Linked DNA regions of Mus musculus: region 2 is linked to region 1. The links are chromatin contacts, called in public promoter capture Hi-C maps. All regions are on one chromosome and are shown on one strand. The core of a region is the stretch at or near the end of the contact, and the rest is flanking DNA. Distances in the headings are between cores, read along the strand shown. Region 1 holds the start of Ttc5 (tetratricopeptide repeat domain 5). Region 2 holds the start of Rnase10 (ribonuclease, RNase A family, 10 (non-active)).

Evidence for each region. Promoter capture Hi-C pulls out the DNA fragments that hold promoters and counts their contacts.
Region 2: a promoter capture Hi-C map of liver shows a contact between it and region 1, with 2.1 times the contacts expected there. The contact joins the promoter of Rnase10 here to the promoter of Ttc5 in region 1. A contact is called at or near these places in 6 of 39 promoter capture datasets (the C10 cell line, hippocampal neurons, liver and 2 more), 5 of 484 Hi-C or Micro-C datasets (bone marrow-derived macrophages, cerebral cortex, extraembryonic endoderm stem cells and 2 more), 2 of 115 datasets of contacts at active chromatin or transcription factors (bone marrow-derived macrophages and microglia) and 3 of 9 other capture datasets (adipose tissue, liver and macrophages).

The regions. Positions count from the first base shown.
Region 1 is chr14:50,784,031-50,789,507 of GRCm38.p6, reverse strand. Ttc5 (tetratricopeptide repeat domain 5) reads left to right here and starts at 3,988. Exons shown (of 10, transcript NM_001080949.2): 1 at 3,988-4,070. The coding sequence starts at 4,020. Ccnb1ip1 (cyclin B1 interacting protein 1) reads left to right here. Exons shown (of 4, transcript NM_001111119.1): 4 at 1-259.
Region 2 is chr14:51,006,511-51,011,778 of GRCm38.p6, reverse strand. Rnase10 (ribonuclease, RNase A family, 10 (non-active)) reads right to left here and starts at 3,850. Exons shown (of 2, transcript NM_029145.3): 1 at 3,707-3,850; 2 at 1,021-2,506. The coding sequence starts at 3,812. The coding sequence ends at 1,875.

The DNA of each region.
Region 1 (5,477 bases), core at 2,739-5,238:
TTCTGTAAAAATAATGGTCTTGGAAAATGATGGCCAAAAATGATAGTCTTGGAAAATGGTGGCTTTCCATTAACATGTATTTTAACAGTCATGTATTTTCATTTGTGTTACTTTGTTTTGGAGGTGCACTTATGCCAGTGAATGAATGTGCAATTTGATGCATATGAATTGTTTATATGTAAAAATAATTTATACTGATAAAGTTATTTGTTGATTTCATTGTTATTTGTTTCAAAATAAAACTGCTTCTTTACTTTTTCTTTTTTCTTTTCTTTTTGGCTTTTTGAGACAGGGTTTCTCTGTGTAACCCTGGCTGTCTTGGAACTCACTTTGTAGACCAGGCTGGCCTTGAACTCAGAAGTCTGCCGGCCTCTGCTTCCAAAATGCTGGAATTAAAGGCGTGAGCCACCACCACCCGGCATATTTTTATTTTTAATTATCTGTGTCCCTGTGCACAAGAGTGTGAAGACTTTGGTCTCTAGCATTCTAATTACCTAATCTAAAATGCTGAATAAAGGCCATCTTTATTGAGCTGTACAGCAAATATAGTCATGAGGACCCAAGTGGTGGTGATGTACAACTTTTATCTCAGGAGACAGAGGCAAGCAGATTTCTAAGTTTGAGGCCAGCCTGGTCTACAGAGTGAATTCTAGGACAGCCAGGGCTGCACAGAGAAACCCTGTCTCAAGAACCTATACAAACCAAAAAGGACCAAGTAGCTTTTGCTTAGTCTTCTATGCAAATCTTATAAGGGAGAAAATTGTTTTTCTGGCCTTGCTTACAGAACATTGCTAAGGCTGTGAATTCAGGTGAGCCCGGAGATGCACTGGAGGTCCAGAGTGTAGTAAGACTGACTCTACAGTGTTCTCTTGGTTCAGTCAATTCTGAACAGGTTGACTATAAAGTACGAGTGGTTCCTACTTAGAAATGACCTCAAAGCACATTAACATGGTTACAGATTAGGTGAAAGATTTGTGAAGGTCAACTTTAATCAGAACTTATCAAGCCATTCCTATACTAGTGCTGCTGACTATAAGAAGGTATATTAATGCTTTTAAACAGTTTTTCTTTATCAAGTACTATTTCTGACTTATAGGGTAATTGTGCCTAGTTAGTACATTCAATTAGTGTTCCACTAGAGGGCGAACAGTAACTGGATTCCAAGGGTTTTCCCTCCACATACACCAGTGTGAGACGGAGTTAACCTTTCTAGCTTTGTTTTTGTGGAGACATTATTATTATTATTTTTCAGGCCTGAGCTTACTATGGAGATGGTCAGTGAATTTTGCCAGATAAGGACACTTGGTGACAGTCTGTTTCCAGAGGTTGGGGATGGTGGGGGCAAGACCCACAGTAGCTGTGGGTCTTAAAGGTGGCATCAATGGTGGCCTTGGCAAAGTTGTCCATGGTGGCAAGTACAGCCCCTGGTTGATGGGTAGCAGTTATCAATACTGGCCAGCAATCATGAGCTTCTTGGGGACAGGAGCAGAGACATGCCAGTGCCTCTGGGAGCAGGGATAAGATGCACCAACAGAGACACAGTGACTTGTCATCTTGCATGGCACAGTGTGGGGCTTGCCAGTCTTGCTTCCCTAGTCGCCTTTCTGCACAGGGCAGAAAGCTTGGTTGAGATGATTGCCCCTTGATGGCATTGCCTACCTCCCTGAAGCACCTAACACCAAGACCAATAAGTGAAAATACATATTTTATAGCTAGTAAAAAGATTTTAGATTATAGTTTAAGAAATATTCTTTCTATGAGATTTTTCAATTTTGTTGGAAAAATATAAGGAAATAGGCATCTTGAACAGTTTGAAATATAAGTAGGGTAAATTTGAAAAAAATTTAATTATAAACTGTCAGGAATATTATGTTTCTTAAAAAAGTTAATTTTAATTTGCATGTCAGGCTTTTCATTTTTTATGATTTCTTTTTTTTTTTTTTTACCTTATGTGCATTAGTGTTTTTGCCTGCATGCATGTATGCCTGTGTAAGTGTGTCAGATAGCTTAGAACTGGAATTATAGTCAGTTGTGGTCTGCCATGTGGGTGTTAGGAACTGAACCTGGATCCTCTGGAAAGGCAGCAAGTGCTCTTAACTACTGCACCATCTCGACTGCCCCATTGTGGGCTCTTTTAAAGGCATGAAAAAAAGCAGAGGGAATTGTAGGCTTAGATTTTTTTTTCAAAACGTACTTTAATAAGGGTCCTTAAATTCTTTAACTTCACTTCTAGCCTCCCACCCACCAGAGGTCATGCAAAAGAAAGGTTATTAGGACACGGGAAGTGGACCTGTTTAGTTTAGAAAGAGTTCTTTGGGTGATTCCAATCTTTGTTGTCAGCATTATCAGCAGTTCACTCTACTAGCAAACTACCACACACCAATCAGCAGATGCAGTTCCATCCACTCAGCAGACACCACATACGAGTTCAGCAGCTGTAGCTGGATTCAGAATAAACTGAGAGGCTCTGCTGGGTCGGTGTGGAGTCTGTGGAAATGGCAAGAAGCCGTCGGAATATCATGAGAAGTTCTTGGGTGAGTTACTCTCTGTTAAGATCAGTGAGAAGCAGAGATCAGCAAGGTGGTGCAAGGCCTAGAGCGCTATCAACTGAGACTAGCGAGGTGCAAGATGAGCCAAAGCACAAGCCTTGTCCCACTCACTGTCTGTGGGATCATATTTATATTCTTTCTCAAGTGTCTGCTTCAGCTAAACATCCTCTCACCTGTGTCTGCTTCAGCCAAACATCCTTTCACCTGTCTGCCCCAGCAAAGCATTATGACCTGAGTCTCCAGAAATTTCCACTTCAGGAAATGATCACTTTTTTTCTTTGTCTCTGCTGCACAGTCTTTTTGGAAGCATTTGGAGGTGTTTAATGTCTTTTTGCAGAGATAATTTTTTTAGCAAAGGAATTTTAAAAGTTTTAAGATTGTGGTTGGATGTGGTGATGCCTGTCTGTAATCTCAGGACTTAGAAGGCAGAGACAGGAGGAACTCCTTGAGTTCGAGGTCAGCCTGATCTACATACAGACTTTCAGACAATTGAGGTTACATAGTGAGACCGTGTCTCAAAACTTAAAAACCAGGGGTAACGAATGTCTATAATCCAAGCACTTGGAAGTGGTTGCAGGAAGATCAGGGATTCAAGGTTATTTTTGGCTACATAGCAAGTTCCAGGCCAGCTTGGGATATATCAGACTCTGTCTCAAACAAACAGAAGGTTTAAATTTTTCATTTTTGAATAGGCAATTCATGTTCAAGGTAAAAAATGGAAAATACACTGAGAAGACTTCTCAAGTCACCTGCAGTTCTCAATCCCTGTTTCTCTCTTCAGAGATGGTTTATTACAGAAATAATAAACATGAGAACATTATTAATGTACAGTATGGTGGCATGCCAGCCTCAAACATAGTAGACTTATTAGGATCATACATTAAAAAGCTAAAAATTACACGTGCAGATATCTTCAGTTGGTATATATTCAGACAAGTTCCCTTGCAGGGAGTTCTCTTCCAAATACCACCTGACATGCATACTTTCATAGTCGGCCTTGCTTTCTAAGAGTGATGTAAAAAAGGACAAGAATATACAAAACAAAACAAAAAAATGAATGGAATTAATTTAAGAACATTTTGATTCCAGAATTTGGGAAGGGAATTATAAAACTAGGAAATTTATTTATGAAACCGAAAGTGATCACAAACTCAGCAGGTGTTTGTTATCCCAGTTTGAGGGTTTGTGGCAAAAGTCCAGCCTGGACAACATAGCCACGTTGATCTACGTGGCCAATCTGATCTACTTGGTGGGTGAGATTCTGTCGCAATAAAAAGAAGCAAAACAAAACCCCAAAGCAGTTCTAGGGCATCTTTGAGACACCAAGTTCTGGATTAAGTTGGGTTGTAGCTGTGTCTCTGAGGCGCAGATGGGCCTCCGGAGCCCCAGGGGTCGCTGTGGTTTCAGCGTAGGCATGGCTGAGTCTCTGTGGTTGAAAAGTTGGGGGAGGAGACGCTGAGAGCGGCTGGGATGATGGCTGATGAAGAGGAAGAAGCGAAGCACGTCTTGCAGAAATTGCAGGTGAGGCTGTGAGTTAAAATCTTTTGGCTCCTTGCTCTGAAAGGAGGAAGTGCAGTGGTCAGGGCCCGGGCGGCGGAGTGCGGCGGTTCAGCCGGTGCTGAGGGCTGCTCGGTGGGCGCCCGGAGGGAGTCTGCCCACCGGGTTTCCTCGGTAACAAGTAGCTTTGTACGCGGAGTGGCAGGTGGCTGCCGACTGTTAACCGAGTTGTTTGTGCTCCACAGCAGCAGCCATTTCTTTAGCATCTTTCTGCATTGAACTTGGCCACACTCAGAAATAGACTGCAGAACAGATGCCCTGGTTGTTGGTTTTCGGATTTGTCGAGTTAATCTCTTAACCCCACCCACTCCCCAGGTGACTATTGTGGAAAGGCAGAGAGGAGTTTCCTTCAAGTATGCGTTTTTATTTTTGTTTTTAATAGTTAAGATTTTCTTTAAGCCTCCGAAACTTAGTTTGTGGTCGAAGACATCCTTGCATTTAAACTAGATACACTTCTAGCAATTTTGTTTGTTGTTTTGAATCAGGGTCGCCTGGAACTGGCTTTACAGGCCACGCTGGCCTCGAACTCCTAAAGATCTACTTGTCTCTGCCTCGCAGGTGGTGAGATGAAAGGCCTGAGCCACCAAATCTAACAAAATTTAAAGCATTGATTAGGTTTCTTTGTTTCTTGTGGGAGTTAAAAGAACACTCAGAACATGGACTTTGGTTAACTATTCCTTAGTGGGATTGGCAGAAGTCAGATTTTTAATCCTATCGGCAGCGAGACTTTGGATGCACTTTGTACATTTGTATGCATAGGAAAGAAATACAAAACGTTATGCAGAATGGTGTTGTCCTTGAGGCTATTTGGAGTGGCCGTGAATCACTTCCTGTTTTCACACTTTCCTATTCATTAACAACTCATTTGTGTTGCTGTTGCCACCACAGAAGTTTGTTCAGCAAAATCAAAACGACTAAAACACAACAATAACACTTTCCTTTAACTTTACAGCCATGCTCATTGCATGACAAAAAGAAACTGGCTGTGACTGTTGCTTAGAACTCTCTTAAAAATTCCACAAATTGTGTTCCACAGATCATGTTGACCATTTTATTATTATTATAGAACAGAGTAGAGCATGCTGACTTTATATATGTGCTGAAACCAGTCTCTTCAGGACCTGTTTTTCCTGGGAATAATATACATAAAGTTAAGAAATACTTATAAAGAAGGTGTCAGCTTATTGTTTTTATCAGGGTAGGACTTTACTTATGCATACGAATTTGTTAATAACATAGGCACTACATTAGTTAATTTAACCACTGTATTTAATGTGAGTTGATCATGACCCAGCCCTTGTTCTAGTGATTAAGTATAGCCCTAATCAACAAGAAATTCTTTCCATTATGGAACTTACATCAGCCATTTCA
Region 2 (5,268 bases), core at 2,601-5,100, 220 kb before region 1:
GGTATTTTCCAACAATGCCCTCCCCACCTCCTTGAGTTGTGGTTTCTTCCTTTAAATACCCCCTTACCTAGCTACTCGGGGCCCCACGGTCCTCTACCCCTATGTGGTGTATGACTGTGGGCCCGAAAGCACTCTTGAAATAAAAGTCCTCTTGCAGTTTGCATCAAGACCATTTCTTGTGAGTGATTTAGGGTGTTGCCTCTCCTGAGTCAGAACATGGGGGAGTCCTCACATTGTGGGTCTTTCAATAGCAATCATGTAAGAGCCTGGGAAGAGTGACCCCAGGGGGTCCCCCCAGCTGGGTCTAGGGCAACAATGATGGAATATAGATTTTAGTAAGTAATAACTCAGTTATATCAGAGGGGAGGTGTTAGCCACATTGATGTTTGGGAGTAGCCCAGCCGTTGAGCTGATTAAAGCATATTAAATTTAAGTATGTGTGTGTGTCTGTGTGTCTGTGTCTGTGTCTGTTTTTCATTCAGAAGTCCAGAACATTGGGGTGGGTAGCAAGGAACTAGCATAACAGCCGCCAGGGCAAAACCCCTCACAGATATACCCAGTTTCTTGGGTTGTAGTTAATTTAGGATATAATTGAGTTGAAAACCAAATATATCCCCCCTTTCCTTCCCTCCCCCCTCCTCCCCATCTACCTTCAAACTCCCTATGTCAGATTGAGTCTATGGGTCCAACATCTTGTCCAATACAGTTGCAATACCACATGTTAGCTGACTGAGTGGCTAAAGAAATCTGGAGAAATGAGGACCCCCCCCCCCCAAAAAAGAAAGGTAAAAGAAAAGAACACAGAAAAGTATCAGACAGGAAAGAAACAAAGGGAGGCAAAGAGGAAGGTTGTGAAAGGAGAAGAGGAGGAAAGGGGTAGGAAGATGAGAAAGATGGGTCCTTATTCAAGCACTTGACTGTAGCTGTCCAGCAGCCATGGAGGAACTGGGCTACCTGAAAGGGGGCCTGGAAATGAAAAAGGATGGGGTGTGAGAGATGGATGAAGCCAAGACAAAGTTTCTGATCAAGACTCAAAGTTTAATAGTCAGCACAGCACACTGCATTTATATAGGAAAAGCCAACAGACCCATCCTTTGTTTCAGCTGGATTGAGTTGTTTTGTTTCAGCTGGATTATATTGTAAAGCAAGCTCAGCCAGCAGTATTCCTGTAGGAAATTGACTCCACCTGGGTCATTAAGGTCCAACTGTGGCAAACACTTAAGGTCTATTTAGACTGCTCAAGGCTGGGAGAAGGGCATGTTTGATCTTCAGGCCTATGCCCTACACCAACTCACAGCAGGCTCTATGATTTTCCAGGCTCAGGAAAAGAAGCCTAGCCACGTGGCTTTCCAGACACAGTCCTAGATTGAATGGCTTTAGTTGCATCTGCAGCAGAGAAGTGTGTTGCATTGTATAGGGCCCAGAAGTCTGTGATTACCACAAGTAGGTAGCATGTAGAGTCCCTATGTAAGTAGCAGGGAAGGAGGTAGATAAAGGAGGCATTAAACTCTTCTAGTCTACACCCAAGGTGTACTCAATCCAGGGATCAAGCTGATGACCATGGCTAAGGTAGGGTCTAGAGTTTGGCCTTTGTAGGACAGGGATTGAAGGTGAGAGATATCTAGGAGAAACTAAGCATTATTCTTTGCCATTTCAGACCCCCAGAACAAAAATGCAAGTTGAATGACACCTCCCCACCCCAATACAAAGAATAATTATATTTTCAGAAGTCAAAAATCAGAGATGGTCCATTCTCTCCTCCCAGGATCTTCTCTATAGTTAGCAAACCCAAGGAGGGGACAGAAGCATCAGTGAATGGAAATCCAAGAGAAGAGAGGCAACGGGCCGAAGAGAAGGGAAAGGCACAAGGTGCTTCATTTAGTCTCCAGTTGTTTCTTGTCATTGCATGTCATGAAAATGACCTTTTCGGTTATGTAAGTCAGATAGTGACAGTTGGGAGTGACTTGGCCTGGTTTGGCCAATTTGCACAATGTCAGATCAAAAGGCCGGGGACTTTTGTAACATTTGCCCCCCTTGAGGTCACAGTCAACCAGGGAACCGTTACAGACAGCTTTGACTGTGTTTGGGTCCTCATGGATGAACGTGTACTGGTTTATGCAGCTCTGATTAGGCTCCTTTATCTTGTGTGCCATCATGGTATTACAGTCCCTGACACTCAAGTCAAACTTAAGGTAGTCTTGTTTGCTCTGAAAGCGGGGCTCAGCCCTCAGCATCCTGCTTCCCCCCACTTCATCTTCACTGAGGACAGCCTCTTCTGGCCAGACAGGTTGTGCCATTTCTTTGTAGCCAAGTGCCAGACCTTCTGTGGTCCAGATGCCCTCTCCCTCTTCAGTATTCTGGGAGTCACTGGGCCAAAATTCATTCAGTGGCTGATCCTCCAGGACGGCAGCTGCCATGTGAAGGCCCAGGCCCAGCCCCAGCCCTAGGCCTAGCAACAGCAGCAACATCATGAACAACAGATGCACCAGTGTCACCTTCATTTTGCCTGAAGAAGAAGAGGAAAATGAAGGCGTGATGTAGAGATAAACTCTGGCCCCTGCCATGGTTGGCCAACGCCAGCAAAATAGACCTTGAGTACTCCACTGAATTCTCCCCGTTACTCCACCTACCTAAGGAAATGAATCTCTTTCTTGAACACTTCTTCTGCCCCTTCTCCTCACATTCCCCATTCCTGTGTGGGTCTTGAGGATTGGAAAGTGGCTAACAGAAGTGACTGTAAGCTGGTCCTTGTCTGAGTAATCAGTGAGGAAACTTGATGCCACTCCATCCTCTCTAGCCCCCGCCCACCGATTCTTAAACAGAAATTATTCTCGAATCACCAAAGAGAGTAGCTAAGCCAAATGAGTACAGAGAAATTCTTAGAGACAACCTTGCTCTAGGAAGCATTGTGTCCATTTTTATCCCAGATTTATTTTGCTTGTTATTATTACCCTTTTCCCAAAAAGGAATAAAAATGAACTGAAAGAGAAATGGGTTCGTTCTCACTCCTAAAGTAAAGCTGCAGAAATGTGCAGTCAGCCCAGGCCTCTGCTACATCTTGTCATTTGTATTTCTATTTGTGGTTAGGGAAGAAATGCAGTACGGCTTTCTCAGGCTCCAGCTATTTTGGCAGCCGCTCTTGGTTGGGGGCCATCCCAGAACTAAGGCAGGAAGATGTAGCTGAAAGGAAGTTACAGTCTTTGCAGTCAACAGCTCTGGGCTCCAAATTGTTAAACTTGTTATGAAACGTGGAAAGTGCATGCTGTGTGTGAGCAGACTCTGAAGCCGAGGACTCGGGGAAGGGCACGGTTGGCCTTCTTGCTCAACAGTCACCCAGCGCTGAGGAAATCTCACATAGAATTTATCTTGGCCAAAAACTAGCATCCATCATTACAGTGGCAATAACATTACATTGGCACAGCATGTGGAAAATACTGCAGAGTGTGCACACTGGCTGTCATTGACTCAAGTGACTCTGACGTTGTTAGAAGCTTGCCAGAGCAGACTGGTGAGATAAACCAGGAAAGATTTCCTTTAGTAAAAACTTGCCAGAGCTTGTTTTTGTTTTAAAGAAGAGGAGAGAAAGAAATTTCAAGAGAATGAAACTGAATGGGCTGTGGATGTGGCTCAGCTGCTAGAGATCTTGCCTAGAATACATGAGGCCCCGGCTTTGCTCTCTGAGGTACCCGACCCTGACGTGGCTTACCTACACTTGTAAGCAGCTTTAGATAGTCTTGGCTCTTCCTATGTCCCCAGTTCTGCTCTCCTAGAGCGTCCTTCTCTGTGAGCTGTACCCAGAAACTGCTCTCCATACAAGTAGCTATCTCCTTGTGTGCTGAGGGCTTTTAAACACAGCCGGATCTCCTGAACCCATGCCTCTCCCCTTCTTTCCTTCCCAGCACAGAATGGACACACTCAGCTAATGTGTCTTTCTGCTCCCACAAACACTTTGAAGTAAAGAAATTTAAGCAAACGACAGGAAGTATCCTCTACCTGGAAGAACTGCAGACAGTTGTATTCCATCAACTGTTCTACTCTGAGTTCCGCCCACTGACCTGTGGTTTAGAACAGTCTCACCTTGTGCCTGAGTCCCAAGCCTGATTGTCTTGTTTTCTACACATACTGCCTTCAGCCCTTTCCCATCACTTCTGGAATGGTAGTATCTGGCGTCTTGTTTTTATTTTTGTTTGCGGCACCTTTCCAATACTGCTTTTCACATTTTTGCAAGGGTAGCATGACTTCATTTGATTATTTGCAGTGGGGAAAAAAAAATCCAGATTTTGTAAATGTAGTTATTTGGCTCTTGAAAAGGAACATGAAAGCAGAACAACTCATCAATCAGCTCCTACATGTGGTGAACTAAACCAGTGAGGTCACCGTGTCCAATAGATGTTCCTTTCTCCAGCTGAAGGCTGAGCATCTGGGACTGATAAGGCACGGCACAGATCATCTCCAGATGATGACGATGATCATCTCCCGAGACGCATGCTTTCTGTAGTCATTATGCAGGAGACCCAAGTGGTGAGCTCAGAGTTCTGCTGTCTACAGGCTTTGGGGGGGGGGGGAGGTTGTTTTTGTTTTTCCTTTTGTTTGTTTGGTTTTTGGCCTTTTGAGCTACAGTTCATTCTCAAATGGTCAACAAAAGTGTAAGTAGAGACTAAAACCTCACCTTGCTCCCTGCTAAACTAACTGCATTAAGACTGGCACAAAGTCTTCTTCAGGTAAAGGAAAAGGCCTTCTTTGTAAATCACATGAAGGAGCTGCTGCGGTCTGAGGATTCAGATAGATGGTTTTACATTTTAGTTCACTTGCACAGTAGTGACCTCATGTGGCCTTCCGGACTTCTTTACCAGAGGAGGTTAGAATTATTCCCCCAGTTTTATAATAAACTTGAAGCCTTGAGATGTTCAGCGATTAGCAGAATACGGAGGGCGGGGGATGGGTTCCTGCTTTGCCAGCTGCCACCCATTGCTCCTTGTCTTTGTGAACAAAATCTCCAGAAAGAAGCTATGGCTGCAGAGACTGACTGGTTAGAAGTATAGTACTGTGGAGAGACTTACCTTATTACTTTATCTTGGACTAGTTCTAGCCTTCCAGAACTGCCATTTCTTGCCTGTATCTGTGTTGGAACTAACATCTTGTGACTACCAGAAATCTTTTGGAATCTATTGACTTAGCAGAGCACTAGCTTCTACCAGCCCCAGGATATCATCAGATAGCATCTTCCACCTGTAAAACGGCTCCTCCCATTCCACTGCCCCTGCCTCC